Regions from separate parts of the Rattus norvegicus genome. Here region 2 is linked to region 1. The links are chromatin contacts, called in public Hi-C maps. All regions are on one chromosome and are shown on one strand. The core of a region is the stretch at or near the end of the contact, and the rest is flanking DNA. Distances in the headings are between cores, read along the strand shown. Region 1 overlaps Garem1 (GRB2 associated regulator of MAPK1 subtype 1). Region 2 holds the start of Garem1 (GRB2 associated regulator of MAPK1 subtype 1).

Region 1 (2,998 bases), core at 359-2,858:
AAAATTACTTTTTCCTTGGTACCTTTGACCACAGAAAATTGTATTGATAATTTATGAGCAATTAAACTAGTTAGGAGATATAATTAACCATAGTACCAATTGACATTGTTTAGCCATATAATGTAAATTTGTAAACTCTTTTGTTTGTTATTATTGTTGTATTGTTCATGAAGCCACAGGGACATGCATATCACAGCATGTAAAAGTCATAGCACAAGAAAGATGAGAGAACAGTGTTGTGGGTCGATTTTCCCCATGCTTTGCATGTGTCATGGGCATCAAACTGAGGCTGGCAGCCTGGCACAGCCTACACCTTTCACACCGTTACCCAGCAGGCCATCCCCCAGCTTCCTTCTGGGTATCCTGCTGCCAGGCTTTGGTTTTGGATATTTAGAAAGAAATGCCTTTGATCCTGTTTCATTTTCTGGTTATGCTTCGAGGAGTGGCATCTCAGTGGGGATACTGTGTACTTCCTGTCTACCTTTATTTCCTCGTGACCTTTATCTGACTATAAAATTTGATTTGATTTTTAAAGTGTTTGCCTGTTTCCATCATTTTAATAGACGGTGCCCTTTCCGTTTCTGTTTGTCCGTTGTGTATTTTTGGAAGCCACTGGTGTAGAGCGCTGTCAAGCTGTGGTCTGGGAGAGCAGCTCACCTGGAACATGGTACCTTCCACTATTACTTGGCATCCACATTGTAATGAAAACCTGTTCTGTGTACAGAGGCTATTAAAATTCATTCCATTTGTGCATTGATGCTGGAAACATTATTTTCAGCATTGACCTATGTTTCCTTAAATCTATGTGAGACTTTGTTTCTTTATATTTTGTTTGGTTTTGTTCTTAAGGCTGGGTTACAGTTTTTGGAAGTCACTAAAATGTGAGCAAGGCGTTAAAGCCATCAAATATGTAACTTAGACATGTTCGTAAGACCGTTCCTCTCCTGTAAATTCTATGCGGTGACTTTATTTTAAATTCAACTCATTCACATTTCAAGTTATTTCTCATGGAATTTAGTTCAAGAGACACTTCGGCTAAAGTTGAAACTAAATGACACTGAAAATCTCTCAAATTTGAACTTCAACTTGATTTATCCATTTGAAATAAAATTGTTAGGGAAGACAGCTGAGTCAGTAAAATGGCTGCCTAGAAAGCATGGAGATCTGAATCTGATCCCTGTACATGTGAAAACTGGGCACTGGAGTAGTAGTCTATAGCCCGGGGATGGGTGATGGGGCTCACTGGTCAGCTGTCTAGTTTAGCCAGTCAGTGAGCTCTAGGTTCAGTAAGTGAAGAGGAATCAAGGAAGACTCCCAGTGCCAACTTCTGTCCCCCTACATAACACTACACACAGTTGGACTTTCCACTGGGAACAAATCACACTTTTGTTAAAGTGAAAGGTAATGTAATCACTGCACCTTAGTGCAGTGGACAAGGAATCATAGCATGAACTAAGTCAGTCACAGGGGAGATGGCTGACTGAGGTAGAAGATAAAGCAGAGCCCCAGGAGAGCCTCCTGCCCACCTGCTGCTAGACTGAAGCTCTGATCTTCGCTCTCCTCCAGTCATGGTGGCCTCCTTAGCACGGCTCAGAGAACATGAGGAATTGCTCACAGTCATGTTGTTAATAACAAAGCTACCAGTTAGTGCTGGAGAGATGGCTTGGCAGGGACAGCAGTCAAGGGTGAGGACCAGAGCTTGGATCCCCAGATCTCACTTTCATGCTGCTCAGGTGTGGGAAATCTCCAAAGCAAACCAGCTGTGTAGACTAGGAGACCAGCTGTGTAGACTAGGAGACCAGCTGTGTAGACTAGGAGTTTTGGTGAGCCATGGAGCCATCTGCTTTGCTGCCTTAATAAGGTGGACAGCAACGGAGGGGGACTCACTGTCAACATCAGCCTGGGACTTCCACATGCATGTGCACATATGCATGCATGCCTGCATCATGTGTGCCCACATATAAGCACAGGCCTGTGTGTACACACCACACTCACAGACATATACAAAGTAAATAACCACTGTGTAAGCTTCAGCTGTCTGTGAAAGACCCTGGTTATTTCTAGCATTCCTCACTACCTCCCATGTACCACATGGAGTCATCACTTCCTCATAAACTATTAGAACCTGAGAGTTGAAGGGAGAAACTCTAGGAATGTGCCTGGTGCTTTGCTCTTGATGCCCGGTGGAGTCTGGGGTGACACCTGCCTGGACTTGGGTCTCGGTGTCTGTGGACCATTTGTGGTGTGAGCATCTTCTCACAGTGTGGAGAGCAGTGGTTCTCAACCTTCCTAATGCAGCAGCCCTTTAATAGGATCCTCATGTTGTTGTGATACCCAACATAACATTGTTTTTATTGCTACTTCATAACTATAATTTTCCTACTGTTATGGGTCTTGATGTAAATATCTGATGCAGGATATCTGGTGTAACCCCTATGAAAGGGTGTCGGACCCCCCTAAAGGGACCCAGACCCACATGTTGAGAACCTCTGTCATAGATACCACTCAGATGGAAGAGTGGTCTTACTGATTGCGAGTATCCAGCACAAGGTGCCAATTGCGAGTATCCAGCACAAGGTGCCAATTGCGAGTATCCAGCACAAGGTGGCAGGGGCAACAACACGACTCTATCAGGCTTCCTGGGCAGCTCTGACCGCACCGTAGCTCAGTGGGTTTTCAGTGAATTCCTTTCCCCTGTAAATCTGAGTCTTTCCTGAAGGATTCCACACTGCCCTCCGGCCACCACACTGGCTTATAGAGAACTGTGAGAACCACAGCTACCCACCTGCTGTTTTCTAAAACTTCCCTTCTGTAGAATTCTTATCTCTAAAGTGTTAGCTACAGCTTGCCTTTTCGGAGTACAGAATCTGGGGCTTGACTTAATTAGGCGTAGTACTGTTTCAGGCAGAAGGACTTAGGTATCATAACTGGTAAATCTGCTGTTAGAAAAGGACTCCTCTGTCGCTGCTTATTTAAAGAGAGGTGATAGTATAGACCT
Region 2 (2,998 bases), core at 167-2,666, 45 kb before region 1:
CTCAGAAATTTACATATCTCTGATGTAATTTTTTTTCTTCACGACTGAAAAAATTAACATGATGTCACTGAATGAAAGAGTTGAGCAGAAGAATTTAGTAGATAATATAAACAATATTCTGAAGTGAGAGTCCCGGGAAGGAAGTGAGGAAGTCTCTTGTTTTTCCTCAAAAGCTCACGCACTAGCTTGCTTATGGGAAGATATATCTTAAGCTAACCTTTTACGAGGCAATGGGATCTTTTCAGGGCCCGTGGGCACCGAGCACTGAATACTGAAAATGTATTGATGGAACATGTTCCCTTCATCAACTGCTCATGTCAATAGTTTAACTTCATGTGAAAAAAAAAATCAACACACAAGACGGATGCGTGTCTGAAAAATAGGAACCTCGCACACTCCCTTCTGTTATCTGAGATCTGCTAGCAACAACCAAACCCTATTTCAAAACTGTGGACATCAGTATTATAGAAAATAACCTGTCGGTTGAATGCTAGCACTGCCTCCCAAAAAAATGGGCCATTTTGTGACATCCTCAAAAGTTCTGGTAGCATGTTTAGGAAAGGGGAATTATCCCTGGTTCTTAGAACAAAACCTCCCTGCCCTTTCCCACTGTGCGTAGGAGAAGGGTGGTCTCCTGGACGGTGACACTCCTCATCTTTCTGTGTCTCGGGCCCTTTTGCACCCTGCCTCGCAGTCACACTTGGGCTGGTCACAGAAACTTCCAGTTGGTCTGTGGGGTCGTGGGGTTGGGTGGGAAGCACCTCAGAAGGCTGGCTCCACAGCGGCCTCCAGCATGCTCTCCCTGTCCAGGTCACTAAAAGGTGGACAACCGGCAGCTGCCAGAGGCAACATCAGAGTTCATCACTGCCAACCTCGAAGAGGGCTGCACCTCCGGCTCTAGCAAGGACGCGCCGAGAAAGGCTGCAGGGCGCCAGAGCGGTCGGACGGGGGAGCGAGAGCCAAAGCTTGCGGAGCGCAGCAGAGCGGGTACCGCAGTCCCGGGAGCCGCCTCGAAGGGAGACAGAGCGCCTAGCCAGTAAATGTGCGAAGGCGGAGCCTGCAGGGGGCGGGGCTTCGAGAGGCGGGGCCTGAAGAATATTAACGAAGGGGCGTGGCTATGGTGGGAAGGAGGAGCTATGAGAAGGTGTGGTCATGTAGGGGCGGGATATGTGGAAAGCCGAGCCTACTGGGAGGGAGGCGGAGCTAGTGAAGGTGGAGCCCGAGTTCCAGGGAAGCAGAGCCCGAGCTTCAGAGGGGTAGAGCTAGTGTCGTGGGGCGGGGACCGAGTTAAAGAGGCCAGGCCTCCTTGAGGAGGTGGAGCCTATGCTCCAGGAAGGCGGAGCCTCCTAAGGGGAGGCGGGCGCGGGGGCGGTGCCGGGGCGGGCTGCGCAGGCGTCCCTTGCACCTTGTTGATTAGTCAGTGCCGGGAGCGCTGCTATGGCGTTCTTCGGACCCGCGGCTCCTCCTCACACTGTGCTCGAGGCGGAGGCTAGGAGAGGGCCGAGGAGGAGGAGGCGAGCGGCTGGCCGCCGCAATTGCAGAGCCGGGGCCAAGGGAGACGGAGGCGGAGCGGGAGCCGCCGCAGCTAGCCGGGCCGCCTGTAGTGCTCTCCTGGCTTGAGGGCGCGGGGCGCCAGCCATGCCTCGGTGTGGCTGCTGAAGCCGGGCGCCAGCGTCCCCGCCGCTGTGCCTCGCTGTCCGGCTGCCCGCGGCGGGAGTACGGAGTCCCCAGCCAGCCAGCGGTGGCGCGGGCGCCGGAGCGCGGGGCCGGAGGAGGCGGGGAAGATGGACCCGTCGCCCTCGTTGGGCTGCAGCCTCAAGGATGTGAAGTGGAGCCCAGTGGCTATGCCGCTCGACCTGCTGGTCAGCACCTACCGGCTGCCCCAGATCGCGCGGCTGGACAGCGGTGAGTGCCTGCGGGGCGCACGGTTGCCAGGAAGGGTGGGACCGGTGGTGGGGGTGGGGGGTGTTGGAGGGTCTGTCCTCGCCCCTAGCCGTCTAGTTGGCCCAAGAGGCTGCCGCAGCTCTGGCGCGTTGCTCTCCACTCTCCCCAGCAGCAGCCGTCGCCGCCGGGAGAGGTGCAAATCAGAACCCTTGCAGTGCAGTTAATAAGGACACCTTCCTTACATCGTGGAAACCTACAGATAGTAATCTTGGACGCAAGAATTACTCAATCTGGGAATCTTGAAGTTATCTTAGGCAACTTTCTGACGAAAATAATTGGACTCTGGGTGGTATCTTGCTTGGGGTGCTCTCTCCTACCCGCCCTCTCTGTGTTTACCCAGAAGCTGCAGATTTCAGAGAAAAAGCTCCCAGGTGACCCAATGAAAAGAATCTCGTTTCTTGGCGACCTCTTTTTACAGCTCATCTATTCTGTTTAACCCAACAACGAGTGATTTGGGGCTGTGTGCAGAAAATATCTTTAGCAGAAGTGATGGTATGTTTAAGGTTAATTATTAGCTTAGTGCTCTCCCAGCTTAGAAAGAAAAATTAAGCCACTAAAACATATTGATTTGCAATCTGAGCTTTGAACCAAGAAATGCCAGTATTTCCTGAAACTGACCTCGAGAAAACAACCAAGAATCCCCCACCACCACCACCACACACGCACAGATTATTCTGCACTGTGACATCTGCAAGCAAATATGTAGTGGCAGTCAAGTGGACACCTTTGAATTGAGAGTTGTGACATTGAACGGGGGTGATTAAATTGCGTCTGGCTTTTTGCACTATAACCTCATCAGGTTTATCTTCATGGGACTGCAGATGATAGGAAGAAGTCTGGTCTGCTGTACAGGGTAGTGGGGCACCAGGTCGGTAGCAGGCAGGCACATAGACAGAGAGCTGTGGCCACACACAAGCCGGATCAAAATAGGTCTGAGTAGAAGGATTTTTTCCAGTGACAGGCACTTGCTTCATTCCTTGTTTTCTAGAGTAAGAGTGTTTCACCTGAGATGTATAAGTGCCCCCAAGAAATTCCTATTTTATTTCTTGCCTGT

What was found. A called contact is a pair of places that touch in the nucleus more often than the background predicts.
Region 2: a Hi-C map of kidney shows a contact between it and region 1, with 1.6 times the contacts expected there. The contact joins the promoter of Garem1 here to the enhancer-like site in region 1. A contact is called at or near these places in 2 of 12 Hi-C or Micro-C datasets (kidney and liver).

The regions. Positions count from the first base shown.
Region 1 is chr18:12,813,826-12,816,823 of GRCr8, reverse strand. All of the region lies in intron 1 of Garem1 (GRB2 associated regulator of MAPK1 subtype 1), which reads left to right. Among named protein-coding and RNA genes, the nearest start is that of Garem1, 45 kb to the left of the region's middle. Within about 2 kb of position 1,608, at least 2 of the 93 cell types and tissues checked have an H3K27ac peak or open chromatin away from gene starts, as enhancers often do. A contact at or near this core is called in kidney, where this site is marked.
Region 2 is chr18:12,858,637-12,861,634 of GRCr8, reverse strand. Garem1 (GRB2 associated regulator of MAPK1 subtype 1) reads left to right here and starts at 1,416. Exons shown (of 6, transcript NM_001427249.1): 1 at 1,416-1,905. The coding sequence starts at 1,785.